2 separate regions of the Zea mays genome follow, and region 2 is linked to region 1. Evidence: chromatin contacts called from public Hi-C data. All regions are on one chromosome and are shown on one strand. The core of a region is the stretch at or near the end of the contact, and the rest is flanking DNA. Distances in the headings are between cores, read along the strand shown. Region 1 overlaps LOC103641784 (U-box domain-containing protein 7). Region 2 holds the start of LOC103641787 (diacylglycerol lipase-beta).

Region 1 (4,660 bases), core at 656-3,155:
GGCATGGTAAATCATCCTTAAGCGTTTCCACCATAAATTGGGTCATCTACAATCTTCATCGAGTGATCACTAAACTTCTGATCGCTACCAAACCATCTAGATGATGTCGATCACCAAGAGTAACCATCACAAACTCTCACTGGACCTAAACAAATCTAATGATAAAAGGTAGATGCACACTTGCTACTCTCTAGGATTAATCATCCATTATAATACTTAATGCATATGAAATTAGTGCAAGTATGGAATTTAAAGTTCATTTAACAAGAATGCAATAGAAACATGATAAACGAGTAATGATCAAGTGACATGATAGATATAATAAGATAAAATACACACATATGTCACATGATCTCACACAAATACAGACACACATATAATACAATGCATTAACGTAAACATGAATGCATGAAGATTCAAAAGATTGAGTCCATCTCACCTACTCCACCTGTGTCTAACATACTCGCTCTCTCCCCCTTCGGCATCAAGTACCAAAACCTAAGGATCTACAGGTGGTGTGGAGGCGGTCGAGTCAAGCACTAAGACATGAAGAGTAAGATAAATCTGATGCACATATATGGTATCATCTAATCAGAGCTATGTGTAGTTGTCTGATAGTGAGGGGAGGACTCTGGCTAACTCTAACTCTAGAAGTGAAGTTGAAGTGGTTTAGGTCTACTCGGTAACAAGGCGTGCCTGCTAAGTATTAAGTGAGATGCACTCAAGAGCTAGTTGCCACTGTAAGTATTGAGTGTGATGCAACGCAAGACTGAAGTTGTCGCGGTCACTGTCTCTAAAACCTCATGAGTAGGAGTGACTATGAAAGGAGGAGGATGGCGTGTTGCCAATATAGGCTCTGATACCTCTCTACGAATTTAGTAATTAGAGTTGTTGTAAGCATAAACACTTGAAATTGAGGAGCGAGCTTGCTCACTGATCTTAAGAGCCATACATTTGTTCAAACTCTTTACTAATTATCCATAGGTACGGTGAAGCTCATTTTTTATATGTAAGGAAACATTTATGTGCTATAAGAAACCTAAAACATTGATATTACCATTGAGTTTTGGGGCAATTTTTGTATGTCACTGCAATTTTCTCAGTATCTTATTTGTCATCGCAAATGTCTTAATCCCTTCTATGTTCCTTGGATACTATTTTATACCCTTTCATGTCATCACCAGTCACATAGAAGGTATTAGATATAAAAATAAGAACGTATCTTGTGGACATAAAGTATCCTTGTATGTATACACATTAAATCTAGACCCTTCGTCCAATAATTGCAAAGTCTACCCTTGAGCTATAAAAGGGCAAGACCACCCCATCCTAGAACAAGACATCCAATCCATCCACAACTGCAGACAAGCACCCAACTGTAACACCCTCCAAGCAATACATGATCAGCACTACACTGGACTGGCTTGAACCAATATAACCTCAAGCCTCATATCCACCTTCAAGCTCTCCGCAGTTCACCATTCGGAGTGAGTTTGCGTTATCACCCTTGCCGAACCCAAATCTATTCACGATGATAAATAAGATATTAAACAAAACTATATAAATACTACATCCGTTCACGAATATTTATCGTTCGCTAGTTTATTTTTTGAACTAAATCGTGATAAATAAAAAAGAACGGAGTATAATATTTTGGATAAATAGTCCGATGCTCTTCTTGTAGGCGTGGTTGTCATAGAGAGCGTTTCGTCATTTATTCGTTCTACTCATGCCTAATTTGAACGGAATTGATCGGTATGCTTTCGTTTGCTCATGCTCATTTCAAGAAACCACTAATGAGTAGTAGAACGCAACACGCTTGTCAAAGGGACAAAGACGGACAATGACGTCGCTACAGTTTGAAGACAGGTCAGTTACACTTACACCGGCGGACTGGCCGATCCTTCTCAGCTCAGTGCTCAGCGCAGGCTCCACTTCTTGAGCAGGCACGTGAAGGCCTTGGTGAACCTCCTGGAGCCTGACCTGCGCAACCGCGGCTTCTTGCCGCCGCCTCTCGGCTTACTGGCCGCGGCGGCCGGCGTAACGGCCAGCGCCATCTCTTCCTCTTCTTCTTCCTCCTCCTCCTGCCGCGCGGCCGCCTGGCTCGCCACCTCGTGCAGCTCCACCCGCGGCTGCATCTCCTCCAGCTCCAACTCCCGCTGCCGCTGTTCCCGGAACAGCCTCAGCAGCCGCTGCGCCTTGTCCCGGGCCCTGGCCGTGCCGTTGGCCGTCACGGACACCAGCGCCGGGATCACGCCCTCCTGGAGCACCGTCTGGCTGCTGCCATCGTCGCCGCTGCAGATCACGTACAGACACGACACGGCCTTCTCCTTCTCCCCCGGCTCACCGTTGTCCAGGATGAGCACGATGGCGCCCACCATGGCCGCGCTGGCCGCGATCTCTTCCTTGCCCCTCCGGGTCATCGCCAGGTTCAGCAGCACCGCGAGGGCCTTGTCCGTCCACGGGGACGACGGCGTCAGCACTCCCCGGAGGCCCTCGATGATGCCGGACGCCATGAGGGACGGGATGTTGGGCGCGTGCAGGGAGAGATTGTACAGGGTGAGCAGCGCGTCCAGGCGGCACGTGTCGCTCCGGGAGCCACCTTCCCCCAGGCCATTGACGAGGAAAGGAATAGCGACGCTCGAACCGATGATCGCCTGCGCCTCGGGGATGCAGGAGAGGTTCAGGTACATTGCGATGGCAGCCTCGCAGGTTTCCCGTTCCTGTATCATCTGCTCGATCAAGGGGATGACTCCAGCTGACAGCAGCAGCCTCTTGTTCCTGATAACAAATGATGCAAAGGTGAAATCCGTCGTCACTCACAGTGGACGCCTTTTTGACACTGGTTAATTGGTGCAAACGAAGCAACATTGGTACTTTACCGGTCATTGTTGACAGCAAAATTGAACAGAGCCATTGTAGCAACCTCCTGAGATCGCACATCTCCTCTGTAGATAGCCATCTTCAGAAAATGGATTAGTGGCTCAGTAATACCATTAGCACCTGCGTAGTCGCGAAGTTCGTCGTCGTTCTTCAACAGGATCCTGATCTGCTCGACCAACTTAAGTCTCTCACTCATGCTCTCAGCATCGTTCTTGTTCAGCACATGGAGCCACTGTTCACATCTTTCACTAACAGGCACATCATCTTTGGAGTCTTGGTGAGAGCCCTTGCCCTTGTCTAGAGAGTCTACAACCCCACATGTCTCAGGTGCAGCCTCCTTGGAGCTCTGAAGAGTAAAGCAGTTCTCCGGTGAGACCTCATCTACACGTAGTTTGGATGTGGCCTCTCCGGAGTTCTGACGAGAGAATATCTCCATGTCCGACTTGGCATCATCCTTGGCAGCTGTCTCTTCGAACAAAACAGTGTTAGCGCCATCAGTCCCCACACATGTGCTGCTTTCCAGGCATGAAATTCTCATGTGGTCTAGCTCGGGAGATTCTGGCGGTCCAGATGGAGCAGGAACCCCGTTCTGTTCACACCAAGATGCTATCAGACCCTTAATGCAGTAATTAGGCGTCCTCAAGAGCTGGGACAACTGCTTGCGAGTTTTCGGGCAGGTTGTGTTGCCACTGTCGAACCACTTCTCGATGCAAGCTCGTTCATATGTCTGGCCGGATGTAATAACAACAGGGTCATAGATGAGCTGCAGGGAGATTGGGCACCTCAGCTCCTCAGGTGGCAAGGGCATGCTCCTTGATAACCCTTTCATCTGCTTCGAACTGAAGGAGCCAACCTTTGGGAGTTGCTTCTCGAGACTCTGACAGTTTCCGTAGAGATCAGTTGAGCTGGAAAGTGAACGATGCATACCAATCAAGCCAGAATTCGATCTGGAGGAGCAAGGAGTGCTTGAGCACAAAGAGTTGGTGCTATCGGTTGTTTCACTCTTAAATATGTTGGAGTATTTCCTAATAAGTTGGAGTAGGCAGGCTGCAATCGATTCCTTTTTCAAGTCCTCCTCTGCATGGGCTCTCTCAAGAAGCCTCCTAAGTGCTCTTCTTTCGGTGAGAGCTGCCACGGATGATGTAATACCAACCCGGACAGCAATTTGGTGGAGCAATTCAAGCTCATTCTCATCAAGAAACCCATTGGATTTTGACTCGTTCTGAATTAGTTGATTCACCTCATCACCAACTTCCTTTTCAGACTGATCCAAAACGAAAGCAGCCTTTTCCAGTTCTTGTGCAATCAATGTGATCTGAAATTTAGAAAGGAAACTAATTATCAGAGGACCAGGAGTCAGTAATTCCTCAAGAAAACAAGATCCAAGTAAACTCAGCATGAGACAGTTAATGGTTGTAGCATGTGACAATAAATACCTCATCGGAAGTTTTAGCCGGAAAAAAAACTAGAAATATGCTAAAACTACTGTACTTTTTCTAAAGATTATGGACAACCTGAGAACCGACTGCTTCCGGAATTGTTTCTTCCACTTGATGAAGGCTTTCCAGAAGTCCTTGTCTTGAATTCTCAAATTTTGTTAGAACGTGTTCTGCTGTAACAGCCTGAAATTCAGTGCTAAGTAAAACACATTGCATTCAAAAATAGAGAAAGCTCATGAGAAGTTGTTCTCTGCCAAGCACATGTAATGTTTTATTTATACCACTGGCGACATGATTGTAACAAGAATAGTCCATGGATCCGTCCTTTTTTTTGTACT
Region 2 (4,660 bases), core at 1,208-3,707, 240 kb after region 1:
TCGGCGGGCCGTCGCAGGACTTCGCCAAGCGGGAGACCAGGGTGGGTCGTCACTGCTTCTCTCTAGCCACTTTCCGCATGCGTACGTACGTACGTACGTCGTATAATTCGCGCCCCGTGGACAGCTATATATATACTGTACACAGAGAACAATTAAGCTCCTTCCAGTTCCAAACACAAAACAATTAAGCTCCCTGCAGCCACAATGACTTCAGACTTCTGAGTATAAGAAACCAGCTGCTGGTCAATCTGAAACTTGGCCCAGCCATTAATCGTGAGAATAAGAAGCTACAAGCTGAGCCATATGACACCAGTAGAAAACATCTTAAGTCTACGATGAAATTTAATTTTTATGCTAATAAAAGAAATTTTGTGGGCCGTGGGCCCGACTAAACATCCGCCTGTGGACAGACCGACCACGTGATTATATATTGGTATAATACGTCAACGTGTAACGAAGAATTCTTCTATAGAACCTTTTCATTTGCACGTGCAGCACTACTTATCTTTAACACACGGGACAACGAGGAATATGGATATCATAAGTCTAAGAGGGTGTTTGGTTAGAGGGACTAAAGATTAGTCTCTAGTTTTTAGTCCCATTTAGTCCCTTTTTTGCCAAACATTAGGACTAAAATATGGACTAAAATGATTTAGTCTTTAGTCCTTTACATAGGTGCTAAAAGAGACTAAAAGCTCACATGAGTGTATTCTAAGGACATTTAAGTCTTTGGACAATATATTTAATGACTTTAGAATCTATTTAGTCCCTGTAACCAAACAAGTAGGGACTAAAGTTTAGTCTATGACTAAAGTTTAGTCCTAAGTCTAATTGAAACCAAACATGGCCTAAGTTGCTAGAGCTAGTTATTAATTAATGTCCAGTACAAAAGACACGTCATATATGTCATAGATTTACGATCTTGTCAAACTGTGAGGGATAGATAGTTTATCCAACCCTCTTTGACAAAAGATTTCAAGCAGCTCCAACTTCCTACTTCAATGGCGCAAGGAACATTGGTCAGTGAAGAACAAAAAAAATGTCATCACCTCCCAGTTTGTCATGGGTGAGCGATCTATAGTAAACAATACTGAAGCTACTTCAACCCCTAACAAAATTAAAAGAGTCTTCAAGGCCTGTTTAGTTCAATTATAGATTCTGTAAGAGCAAGATAACTTAGACAAAAAGGTAGAAGGGAGTCGACGCGTCGTTCAGGTATTTTCTATCGGACGAGCCGATTCGATAGTATGACATCACTATTCACTACTTCACTATTAGTAAGGGGTGGTACGTCATACCACGGGACGCTATGCCCAAGCATCATGGTTCTAGTCAATCCCAGTCTAGCACATACATGATGCCCTATACAAGCAGTGCGTATTCGTAAGGTGGTGGAAGTAGCTAAAGCGGTAAATGTTGTGTTGTCGTCTTCCATGGGGATGGAGCCTGGTAGTCACTAAAAACAATCAAAGTGGGGATTGAACATGTGCTGAAGGGGCAACATCAATTGTGTACAAACAATGTGGATGTTGGGTTATAAGCACCGTTGAATGGTTGGTGAGAAGGAGGTATGATGGTTTAGAGATGGCTAAGCCACGTCGCTGACTTCCGGAGCCAAGCACACCTGCATAGGGAGGTGGTGGCAAATATCTCAAAAGGTTAAACATGGTTGAAAAAACTATAGGAAATCCTATTATACAAGTCATGATTAGACCCCATATCAAGAAAAAAAACTTCCATGCTAGCTACTTATTGACATGTTATAGCTACATAACGACACAAAAGTTTTGTAAAAGTGGTTGTGACTTGTGAGACACAACCATATATAAGACTCTGGGGTGTTTGGTTCCACACAACTAAAGTTTAATCACTATCACATCGAATGTTTGAATGATAATTATGAGCATTAAATATAGTCTGATTATAAAGCTAATCACATAGACAAAGATTAAAAGATGAGACGAATTTATTAAAACTAATTAAGCCTATATTTAATACTTATAATTGATATTCAAACATTTGATACGTCATGAACTAAATTTTAGTCAGGGGACCAAACAGAGTATCGCCTTAGAAAGTACTCTAGTCCACTTCAAAGTCTAATAGATTGGCAATGCAACTTAAAATGTTTCCTTAAGTATACCACAATAAGGTAACTTTAGCTTTGCCTGGCGGATGGCTGCTCCGTTGGAGTGAGCTAACCACTAGTACATACCAATAAAGGCAAAAAATATACGTCATCTAACATTTTGGCACTTTTGCACAAAAGCAATATCAGCCACATAAATTCACAAACAGTTGTGCAACCCTTCATGTCTCGTAGTTAAACCGAGTTTCTACCACTTTTATGAAATTTCTATCCATATTCATGTGTTATTGTGTTTTTCATCTCAGATCTATAAAATCGAATTCTAAAAATAAATAAAGAAAGAAAAGACACTCATTTTCACTTGCAAGCCCGCCATCGCCAATCAGCAGAACAGCACAACCTCGGAAACGTCCGTACTCCGTAGTGCGAGGACCCTCCCCGTCCTCCCGTGTCTATTTCCGTCCCCGTCCCCAACCACCCGCGTTCCCCGCTTTCCGTGCGCATGGCCGCCGCGCGGGCGCAACCACCACCGCCGTGGCCGGATGTCTAGAAAGCCCCTCCTCCCCACCTGCGGGTCCTCCACCCCTCCCCCGCTCCTCCTCCTCCGCCGCTTCCTCCCTCGCCGCCGCGCGACCTCCTCTCCCCCGCCGCCCTCCACCCGGCGGAGGACCGCCGCCATGCCACCCCGCGCCGGCGACTCCGCCGCGGCGGCGGCTGCGGCGGCATCCTTCCGTCTCGGGATGGTGCGGGTGGTCTCTTTCCTTGTAGGCGGGCTCAACCTCGCGGTGCTGCTGCTCGGACTCTACATTATCGACGCCGTGCTCCCGTCGGGGTGCGGCGGGGGGCTCGCTTTCGCCTCGGCGCCCGCTCTGGCTGGGGTCCGCGTGCTCTCCATGATCGGCGCCGCGCGCGCGCAGCACGCCACGGCGGACGCCATAGCTAAGCGCCACCTCCACGAGAGCGACGCATCTGTCGCAGCTGATGCCGTAGCTCGCCACGAGATTAGGGTGAGAGCTCTACTTTCTGCCTCGGTTAGATTAGATGTGGTCGGTTCAAGGCTTCAAGCTGGTTTGGCGAACGGTTTAGCTTAGATTGTGCTGCTTTTACACAAGCTCATGTCCCAATAGCTCGAGCTGCTACTGTCTAAGTTGTCTCGTTGATGCAAACACAGTGTGATTGATATGTCTATGGCTTAAGTTGTGACTACAAGCAACTTCCCTAGCATTGAAAATTAGTTTTTATGTACAAAAAAGTTGAGATGGGAGCTTATTTGATTCACATGATCAGACAGCGGAACATATGTGGTTAAGCGCAATGAGCCTATTGAGATGGCATAGATTGGTTTTACTATGTGGTTAAGCGCAATGAGCCTATTGAGATGGCATAGATTGGTTTTACTATGAGTTCAAGGCAGGAAGCTTCATCGGATCAAAGCATCTTTTGTTTGGTGTGGTATACGAGCTATGACTGGAAACCTGGTTTCATATTTATATATAGGTCTATGGCTACCATTTGCATCAATTTTGTTTTGTTGGTGTAATCTAGGAGGTAGTTGTCTATCAATTTGGAATCAATCCATTTTAGCCCTTTCAACTGTCCGCTTGTTCATGCGGTCTAATTCCATCCCTGAGCTATGAGATGCCTCGATTACCAAAGTGTGGATAACCCCTTCTTGCTGTACTCTGAACTGACCTTGTCTTTTCATCTATTTGAGTGTCATTCAGTGTTGCATTTTTTAACAATGTATGCCTGCCCAAATATTCAAAACCAATGTTAATATAGCAGCACTCTGTTTACAGTTCAGACATGTCAAGGAATCCTTGAAAAGTAAATATTCATGGTTGGATTTTGCGAAGGTAGTAAGGCATATAGGAAGACAGGAAACAAAAAGGATGAAAAAGAGATGAATTGAACAGTAAAATAAGGGGATAATGATGGAAGCATTTTTTAGATGCAGTTGTTGCATTTCTACTTTCATTTTTTCTTAGGAATTCCTGCTAACTTATCATCGCTTCTTTCATCTTGCTGAAAAGGTGAGGTACAAACGCTGGTTGTGGTGGACCAGATTTGGTATGGCAGTTGGTGCATTGCAGTTGGTTGCAGCAATTTATCTCATGTTTGTCATTGTAAGAGATCTCTCAAATGAAAGAAGATCCACTTCCTGCTTCTTTGGTATGTTGGTCGCCATTCTGAGCTATTTATTTCCTAACTTTGTACATAATTTTTTACAAGTTCTTGTTTGCTGGTAGTTTACAATCACATGAACTTCATACATATACAACGACACACATAAAGTGGGAAAAACTTTCGAGCACCCTTTTCTTGAAGTTCCATATGAAATTTTTTTAGTGAATGTACCACAAACATGCTAACTACTCTCACTTTGAGCAGATTTTGCTTCAATAAATGCACTGAAACATAGTTAATTAACACAATCTAGTAACAACTCTTAAGAGTATACACATTTCATTATACTATCCTAAGGTTTTATTTTCTGCTGTGCTAATCCACTCATCTACTTGGGATTGAATAAGTCGTTTGGATGGTTTATAATCTAGGACAGGATAAAGC

The links. A called contact is a pair of places that touch in the nucleus more often than the background predicts.
Region 2: a Hi-C map of leaf shows a contact between it and region 1, with 3 times the contacts expected there. The contact joins the promoter of LOC103641787 here to the enhancer-like site in region 1. A contact is called at or near these places in 7 of 25 Hi-C or Micro-C datasets (bundle sheath, ear, leaf and 3 more) and 1 of 3 datasets of contacts at active chromatin or transcription factors (leaf).

The regions. Positions count from the first base shown.
Region 1 is chr10:129,150,431-129,155,090 of Zm-B73-REFERENCE-NAM-5.0, forward strand. LOC103641784 (U-box domain-containing protein 7) reads right to left here. Exons shown (of 11, transcript XM_020545843.2): 9 at 4,398-4,505; 10 at 2,883-4,198; 11 at 1,593-2,781. The coding sequence ends at 1,920. Among protein-coding and RNA genes, the nearest start is that of LOC103641784, 44 kb to the right of the region's middle. Within about 2 kb of position 1,906, at least 14 of the 20 cell types and tissues checked have an H3K27ac peak or open chromatin away from gene starts, as enhancers often do. A contact at or near this core is called in bundle sheath, ear, leaf and 1 more, where this site is marked.
Region 2 is chr10:129,389,505-129,394,164 of Zm-B73-REFERENCE-NAM-5.0, forward strand. LOC103641787 (diacylglycerol lipase-beta) reads left to right here and starts at 2,458. Exons shown (of 14, transcript XM_008665122.2): 1 at 2,458-3,096; 2 at 4,123-4,261; 3 at 4,648-4,660. The coding sequence starts at 2,632.